Linked DNA regions of Xenopus laevis: region 1 is linked to region 2. Evidence: chromatin contacts called from public Hi-C data. All regions are on one chromosome and are shown on one strand. The core of a region is the stretch at or near the end of the contact, and the rest is flanking DNA. Distances in the headings are between cores, read along the strand shown. Region 1 has its middle 130 kb from the start of pim1.L. Region 2 holds the start of pim1.L (Pim-1 proto-oncogene, serine/threonine kinase L homeolog).

The links. Hi-C and Micro-C count contacts between places; a contact is called where the count stands out from the background.
Region 1: a contact with region 2 is called in a Hi-C map of the XTC cell line, with 2.3 times the contacts expected there. The contact joins the enhancer-like site here to the promoter of pim1.L in region 2. A contact is called at or near these places in 2 of 4 Hi-C or Micro-C datasets (the XL177 cell line and the XTC cell line).

What each region holds. Positions count from the first base shown.
Region 1 is chr4L:137,604,567-137,608,406 of Xenopus_laevis_v10.1, forward strand. No RefSeq gene overlaps it. Among protein-coding and RNA genes, the nearest start is that of pim1.L, 130 kb to the left of the region's middle. Within about 2 kb of position 2,270, at least 2 of the 7 cell types and tissues checked have an H3K27ac peak or open chromatin away from gene starts, as enhancers often do.
Region 2 is chr4L:137,469,982-137,473,730 of Xenopus_laevis_v10.1, forward strand. pim1.L (Pim-1 proto-oncogene, serine/threonine kinase L homeolog) reads right to left here and starts at 2,100. Exons shown (of 6, transcript NM_001095150.1): 1 at 1,883-2,100; 2 at 632-732; 3 at 294-344; 4 at 1-37. The coding sequence starts at 2,024.

The DNA of each region.
Region 1 (3,840 bases), core at 1,020-3,519, 130 kb after region 2:
GTTACATTACTGGAAGTCACATCGATTACAAAGGCTATAATCTTTCAAGGCCACCACCCAATGGAGTTTAAAAACATTTTGTCCTAATAAACATCAGTCAAGTAGGAACAGCAATCGCAGGCCTTCTCAGTGAATCACTTGAAATTTATTAAGGAGAGTTCAAGTGAGTCACTGAGAAGACCTGTAAGTGTTGTTACTACTTGATAGATTATACTTTTCTTTGGAACTGGCACGGAGGCAAGAATCTGCTGTTAAGTAACTCCAATTGCTGCTGTGCAGATTCTGTATCGATCCACATCTCCAAGCTTCATTTCAGAATAATGCTTCCATTTTATTCCTGGCATTACTGACATTATAGCAGGGGTCATTTACTGCTTTGGAGGCAATGTACAAAAAACGGGCAAAAAAAAAGTAATTTGTACGTTGCTCTGTCTCTGCACTATATTCATATAAGACAGGAAGGGGTTCATACTGTAGGTATCCCTAAATGACACACTAGTTAGTGAGCAGCAGAGGCCTGCGGCTCAGGGTGCACAGAGTATTGGCTGGGGAATTTATAAATGACCCCTATTGTTTTGCAGGTGATTTGCCCAGAATTCTGGGGGCATAACATAATGTAGGAGAGTGCATATGTGCAGTTGATCACTAATCTGATGCATGGCATCACAGTAGCGTGGTGTGCTGGAGGTATTTAGTGAGCCAATACTTTTACACCTAGATTTACAGGGACGTAACTATAGAGGAAGCAGACCCTGCGGCTGCAGGGGGGCCAAGGAGGTGTAGGGGGCCCCATGAAGACCTAATCCATATAAAATTTAAATCAGGGATCCACTATTTTGGATTCAGCCGAACATCCAAATCTTTCGGTTCGGCTGAATACCGAACCGAATCCTAATTTGCATATGCAAATTTGGATTCGTATTTGGTTCGGCTGGGCAGAAGGATTTGCCCGAATCCGAATCCTGATGAAAAAGGCTGAATCCTGAACCGAATCCTGGATTCAGTGCATCCCTAATTTAAATAGATATTGGTAAAACTGGTCAAACTAGGGGACTCAAAAATACTCTGCTGTGGGGCCCAGTAATATCTAGTTATGCCACTGACCTACAACATTGAGGGTGCAAAACTGCACCCATCAGTGCTCATTCACCCACTAAGGACTTGCGCCAGGACCTTGCTGCACTCTGCACCTTACACAAATTAAAAATATGAAGAAGTTAAGAAGTGAAGAAGTGCCATTGGGTGCCAGGTAGTCCTTTACTTATCTCCATTTAGCACCTTGTTCCCACTGGTGCTCCGTGTATCTGAATAATACTCATATTAGGGGGTGGCTAGGAGATGCAATGGTGGTTGCCTTGGTGCCTCCCCCAGCTCCCCCTTTTCAGCACTGCACCTGTATGAATACAACGCTGCTGACATTTGTGGTCCAGAATACAGCACTGTTGGCCAAAGACCTGTGGCCTTGATACAAAGTTTGGGGCAGGGTGCAATAAATATGGCAGTTAGCACCCCTATTTTGCATTATGCACCCTGCATTTTGTAAATGAGGCCTTTGTTTTGGATGTTTTTCAAAATAAACCAGAACATATTTGTGTCCAGCCTCTAGCCATCCCTAGAGCAGAGTGTGTGTTCCAGGGCTGGTGCATTTGTCTAATTCTGTTGTTGGACTACAGCTCTCACCAACCTACCAGCAGCTGAAAGTGGCTTGTGTTCTGCAATATCTGGAAGATGCCAAGTTACCCGCGCTTTAGGCCTGACACTCCCAGTTTCTCTCTCCAAATAGCTACATATATGCAGAGCCACATATGTGATACCATCCTGCATGTTATTGTCTGGGTACTATTCTCAGGCAAAGCAAACAGTCTCTCCTCTGTGTAGTATTAAGTTTACAACCATGAATTGCGGCTGCAAGGAGGGGCCGGACGCGCCTTTTTCATTTTACTACTAGTTTCGCCTGATATTCGTTAGACTTGTTTTTTTTTTGTGTCGAGTAGAAACACCGGCAGTTCCTGTTTTACTGCTGAACATCTGCCAGACATCGTTGTGGAACCAGTTCTCCCATTTCTTGGAAAACGAAACAAGAGGAAATCCAATCTCCTTATTGGGACACTTCTATAGAACCATGATTAATGATATTTCTGTCAGGGTCCTGCAGCACAATGCTTTCTCTTGCCCCTTTGCCCAGTCACCTACAGTTACGCCCCATCAGTAATATGCACCCCAATATGCACCATTGTAGAAAACTGACCAAAAACTGACAGTTGCATTCAGAGCAGGGTGCCACTGGAGGTGTGGTCAGGGGGTGTAATATGGGTGAAACCAGGTGTTGTAATGAGGGTGAGGCCAGGTGGTGTAATGGGCACGACCAATATACAAGTCTCTGCAGTACTATCTATTGAGTTTGTATGTTTGCCTGTAGGTATTTCAGTTCAGGTGAGACTGCTACTACCATGGCTCCCATCCTGAGGGGGTCAAACTACTAAGGGGCAGATTCACTAAAGGACGAATCGTCGCCATTGACCAATTCGCACACATCGCACCACTTCTCCAGGCGCTACCACTACGCTAATTCACTAATATGTGAACGCTCGTGACTTTTCGTTAGCGTTACTTCGACAGTGCGAGCATTTCATAGCGAAGATGCACTAGCGTTTGTTTGTGCCTAGTGAAAATTCGCTAGACTGTAAGAAATCGACTGCAACAAGATAACACCATCAGCAGCAGAACGAACCAAGTATGTTTGTTGCTAGATTTGTGCCTTAACACCACATACTTCAAGTACAAGAACCTTTTTTATAGACAGAAACATGGCTGTGCAATGGGTTCTCCAGTCTCTCCCATTGTAGCAAACCTGTACATGGAGGAAGTGGAAAGGAGGGCCTTACTTACTTTCCAGGGAACTACACAGAGTCACTGGTTCAGGTATGTGGATGACACTTAAGATAAGATCCAATGAAGTGGTGGCCTTTACAGAACACATTAACTCAGTGGACAATAACATCAAGTTCACAAGGGAAAATGTCCACAAGAACAAACTTGCCTTTTTGGACTGTTTGATATGTATCCAAGAGGGGGGTAACTTGAAGATGGAAGTACACATGAAACCCACTCATACGGATCAATATCTGTTGTTTGATTCCCACCATCCACTGGAACACAAACTGGTTGTCATTAGAACTCCACATGGCGGAATGTGTGGCAACTGATACAGAGTCCAAAGACAAAGAGCAAGGAGCTTTGAAAGCGTGTGGCTACCCAGACTGGGCCTTTGTCAAAACAGCAGCAACCAAGCCCAACAGGAACACCAATAGAAATAACCGCCCGGAGACACATAGCAGGCGAAACATAGTCATCCCATATGTAGCTGGAGTGTCTGAGAAACTCAGGTGGGCCTTCAACACCACCTGTCTGCTACATACAATGCTGTTCTAACATCTGTAACCCAGCGGTTTCAGAACACTTCACACATCCATTCATGCAACTCTCACAAGTAACACCTCTTTCTAGGAGTTGCATGACACATTGGATAATCCTATCACAACTACACAGAATCAACACCTCTGTGAATTTCTTCAGATGTCACCTCTTTGAAGAGTTACAATGTGCCATTGTGATTGGATTAGTGGAAGAGTTTATATGCCGAGAATTTCCCACACCAGTCAGTTGAACTGAAGAAGCTGCTCGGATGAGTAGTGAAAAGTCTTCAATAATTACTCAGCAAGTCCAGTTGTTTTTAGATTGACCTATACTAGATATACCATGACCTGGATGAATGAAAATCTTCATAGTCATTTCGCTAGTGATCTTACACTTTGGTCAATTTGCATAGGACGGGTAATT
Region 2 (3,749 bases), core at 850-3,349:
TGAGAAGATAGATTTCAAGGGGAACCAGTGTTCCATTCTGTTAATTAAAAAGGAGCAGTTAGAAATCCATCTAGTTAGAGCTACTAGACCCAAAGCCATCATTTCCTATTCATGACCATTACCAATGCTGTCGGCCAACACCCCAGGGCCTCAAGCTGCCCTTGCCTGTTATACATTTCTTAAGTAAGTAAGAATTCCTAAGTTTGAAACCCGCATCACCCCCTCTATACTTTATCTGGCCTCTAAGTTGCTACATTAATCCCAGCAGAAGAGAAAGCAGCGATTGTACTTACCATGTGCTTCATCTCTCCGATCCGATCCCTAGACACATGCTTGATCGCAACCTGAAATAAAATAAAAAGTCGTTTACTTTCCCCGTCATCTATACATTACTAAATAACAAGTACACCATGCTGTCTTATTGCTAAGGTCGACTGCACCATTATTTAAAGGAGCTACAGATTGTATTTATGCATTATGTTAACCAAGCCATCTTCTTTACCATTACACTAAATATTCATAGTATCAAGCTGAACTAGAACTTTACATTACTGCTGAGCTTTGTAGCTGAATGGCCCTAAATTTGGACCCCCCCCAGCTTCAAGTAAAACAGCTGACATTTTGTACTTACAGGTAGTTTATCGGAGATCCGGACACCAGAGTAGACCGTACCGAATCCCCCGGTACCGATGACAGGACCCACTTGGTAGCAGTTCTCGAAAGGTTCTTTCACTGAAATAAAAAAAAAAAAAAATAAAAGATGAGTCAGTTGCTCATGACATGGGCAAACGTGTCACTGTACAGATTAGACAACAATACCGGCAAGATTATGACTACTACGAAGTGGCAAATGAAACAAATCCATGTTTACAGCGCCAGTGCAATGACTCAATGTGTGAGGTCCGAGCAGACCACCCCATCCTGTTATTTCTGAGAGCGAGCCGGGTGATCTCAGAAGAGTATTACTCATCCTGCTCGCTTTTACCAATTGAGCTGAAAATTTGTGACTCATGATGCAGGGGAAAAAAAGATGAATAAATAATAAAAAAAAAAAACCCCTGCGACTCTCATCCCCTGCAAGAAATGGGATTGAAATGCAGCATGGGAGGGAGGGGTAGGATTGTCACCTGTTCTGGGGAAAAAAAAAAAAAAGCCATAGTAGCCATCCTGTACCTGTTGCCTTTTTATTCATTAGGTAAAATACAAGCCCGGTGGCAAGAGATTTCCAGCAAAATAAGGAAAGTCCTTATTTCCAAGCAGGCGGGAAGCCCTCCCTAACACAGCTATGCGGGCATCCCAGGGAAACCCCTCCCTCAGGAGGAGACCACCCCATCAGCTCCGACAATCAATGCTGCAGCCTGCTGCTCATCTGCAAAGCGCTGCACCCTGCCTGTGTAAATCAATGGCTGCATCCTCCCTGCAGCAGCTACAACAAGCGTCAGTTCTCCTTAGGATCACCTCCATATAAAGGATCTCACTGCACAGGGAATCCACAGAAAACAAATGTGTGGTCCTTGCAGTTGGACTACAACACAATGCCTTAGTAATAAGCAGCAGGTGGAAAATGCACCCACCATATAATATAAACACCTACATACTAGTGATTATATGGGATCTCCATGTTTTAAAAACAAGAAAGTAGAAGGTCTGTGATTCAGCTTCTGCTACATTGTGTCAGGAGTCGGAAGCAGCAGTGCTGACAATATAAACAGCCAGACAGATGCTGATTCAACACCCTAATTGGTTAAACAGGTTTCTATTGGAAGCGAGCAGGTTTTTCTCATGCAGTTTTATTCCCTGAATAGTCATTTAATAAGAATAGATATTGAATACAAGTCCAGCCCTCCTCCTATAGCTGCACGTGTAAAAGTCCGCTAATTACCTTCACACACAGACCCCTGATCTGCAGCCGCGGAAAAGACGGACGATGGGGTCGCAGCGCCGGTAGGAGAATGACCCTGCCGGTAATAACACTGAAGCGCCATGTGTGGCTCCGTGAATCGGCCCTGGGCAGCAAGCAGCATGGCGAATAAGAAAATAAATCCGCTAAGAAACCCCCGCGTGCGAGCGATCTCCCACAATCACAACGTGACTCGCCGGCCGGTACAACAACGAGCTCCACGTGTGGGCAGGACCATTAGAAAATGCATCTTTCCCTCCCCCCCACCACTGTGTGCTTCAGATGAACCAATCAGCGCGCAGCCTCGTATGATGAGGCAGGCCAATAGAAAACGCCTCCCTTATATTCTATTCCCGCGCCTTGGAGGAGGCAGGGCCCTCTGCAGCCAATCAGAACGCGGCACGGACAAAAGTATTTAAATGGAAAGGCGCAAGGGAAGGGGGGAGCGCTATGACTAACAATACAAATCTATTGTGGGGTTTTTTTTTTTAAATTCAGTACCCGCCTTTTCTAATTGTTCCAAGCAGCAGCGCTCGTCATACAATGCCTGACTCGATTTTGTTTTCTTTGCGCCGTGCTGGGCTCGTTGCCCATTGAGAGAGTGCAAGTAAGCGGCTCCCTGACGCTCTTTCCCCTGGTCTGTGATTGACCTTTATAGGGCTGGGAGTTTACTAATTGTACAAACGTCTAAACAAACAGGGGCTTTAAACACCCTCCTCCCATTTAGCACATTCCTAAAGTCAGGGGGGAAGCAGGGGGGTAAATTCTAGTTAAGGCGCCAAATCTGCATGGCATGGGGCTCAAACCATCACACAAGGGGGGGAGGCATTCTGCAGAAATAGATCATATACTTTTGATTTTTTATTATCATTATATATTGATATACATTTTGCAGCGCTGATTTATTTTTACCAATATATATATATCTACCGATGCAGGTAATTAAATACTGCTATAAATAAGCCTTTAAATGACATTATAAATTAATTTAAATTATTAGTACTATAAAATGGAGATATGCCTCTCATCTCATTCTATAAATGCTGCTATACTCCCAATATAGAGGGGCTCTGCCCTAGTTTGTCCACATCCCAGGGAATCTGGGGGGACCCGGGGCCCATTGTGACTCCTGTCCAGGGACCCCCTACATGTGTGAACTGCGCAGCACACAAATTGCTTTTTTTTTTTTTTTATAGGGCCGGGAGAGGGGGTCTGCTATAGGCTGCCAGTCCACATAGGGTTTACCGAATGGCCAATCACAGCCCTTATTTGGCACCTCCAGGGACTTTTTTTAATGCTTGTGTTGCTCCCCAACTCTTTTTACATTTGAATATGGCTCATGGGTAAAAAAAAGATTGGGGACCCCTGTTATAGAGTGTAACAGACACCCTTAGTTGGTATTTACATCAGGGGCATTCAACCTTCTTCCCTCCAGATTTCGTTGCACCATCAACCATGCTGGGAGTTGAGTTCTTCAGGTTGGACCTCCCTTTATTATAGAATCTCAATCATCCCTGGCTGTGCTGTATATTTCAAGAAATATTAACCAGCGAGGATGTTGGGAATTGCAGTTCAGCAATATCTGACCCCTTCTATATATACTGGGTGTTCCAATTTACGAGAAACTAAGGGTTAAAGGTTTGCAATTAAACCAGATCAATCAAACCCTCCTGGGTGTATTATTTCAAAGCCCCTCAGCAGAGATTAATGGCGTGCCCATGACAGGGGGCTACGGGTTACTGATTTAGTGTGTTAGAAACAAAAAAAAAAAAAAAAAAAACTGTTGGCACACTCGCATTTGTTACTGACACTCAGTGTAAATTTGCTGACAGGAGCCCCATTCTCAGAT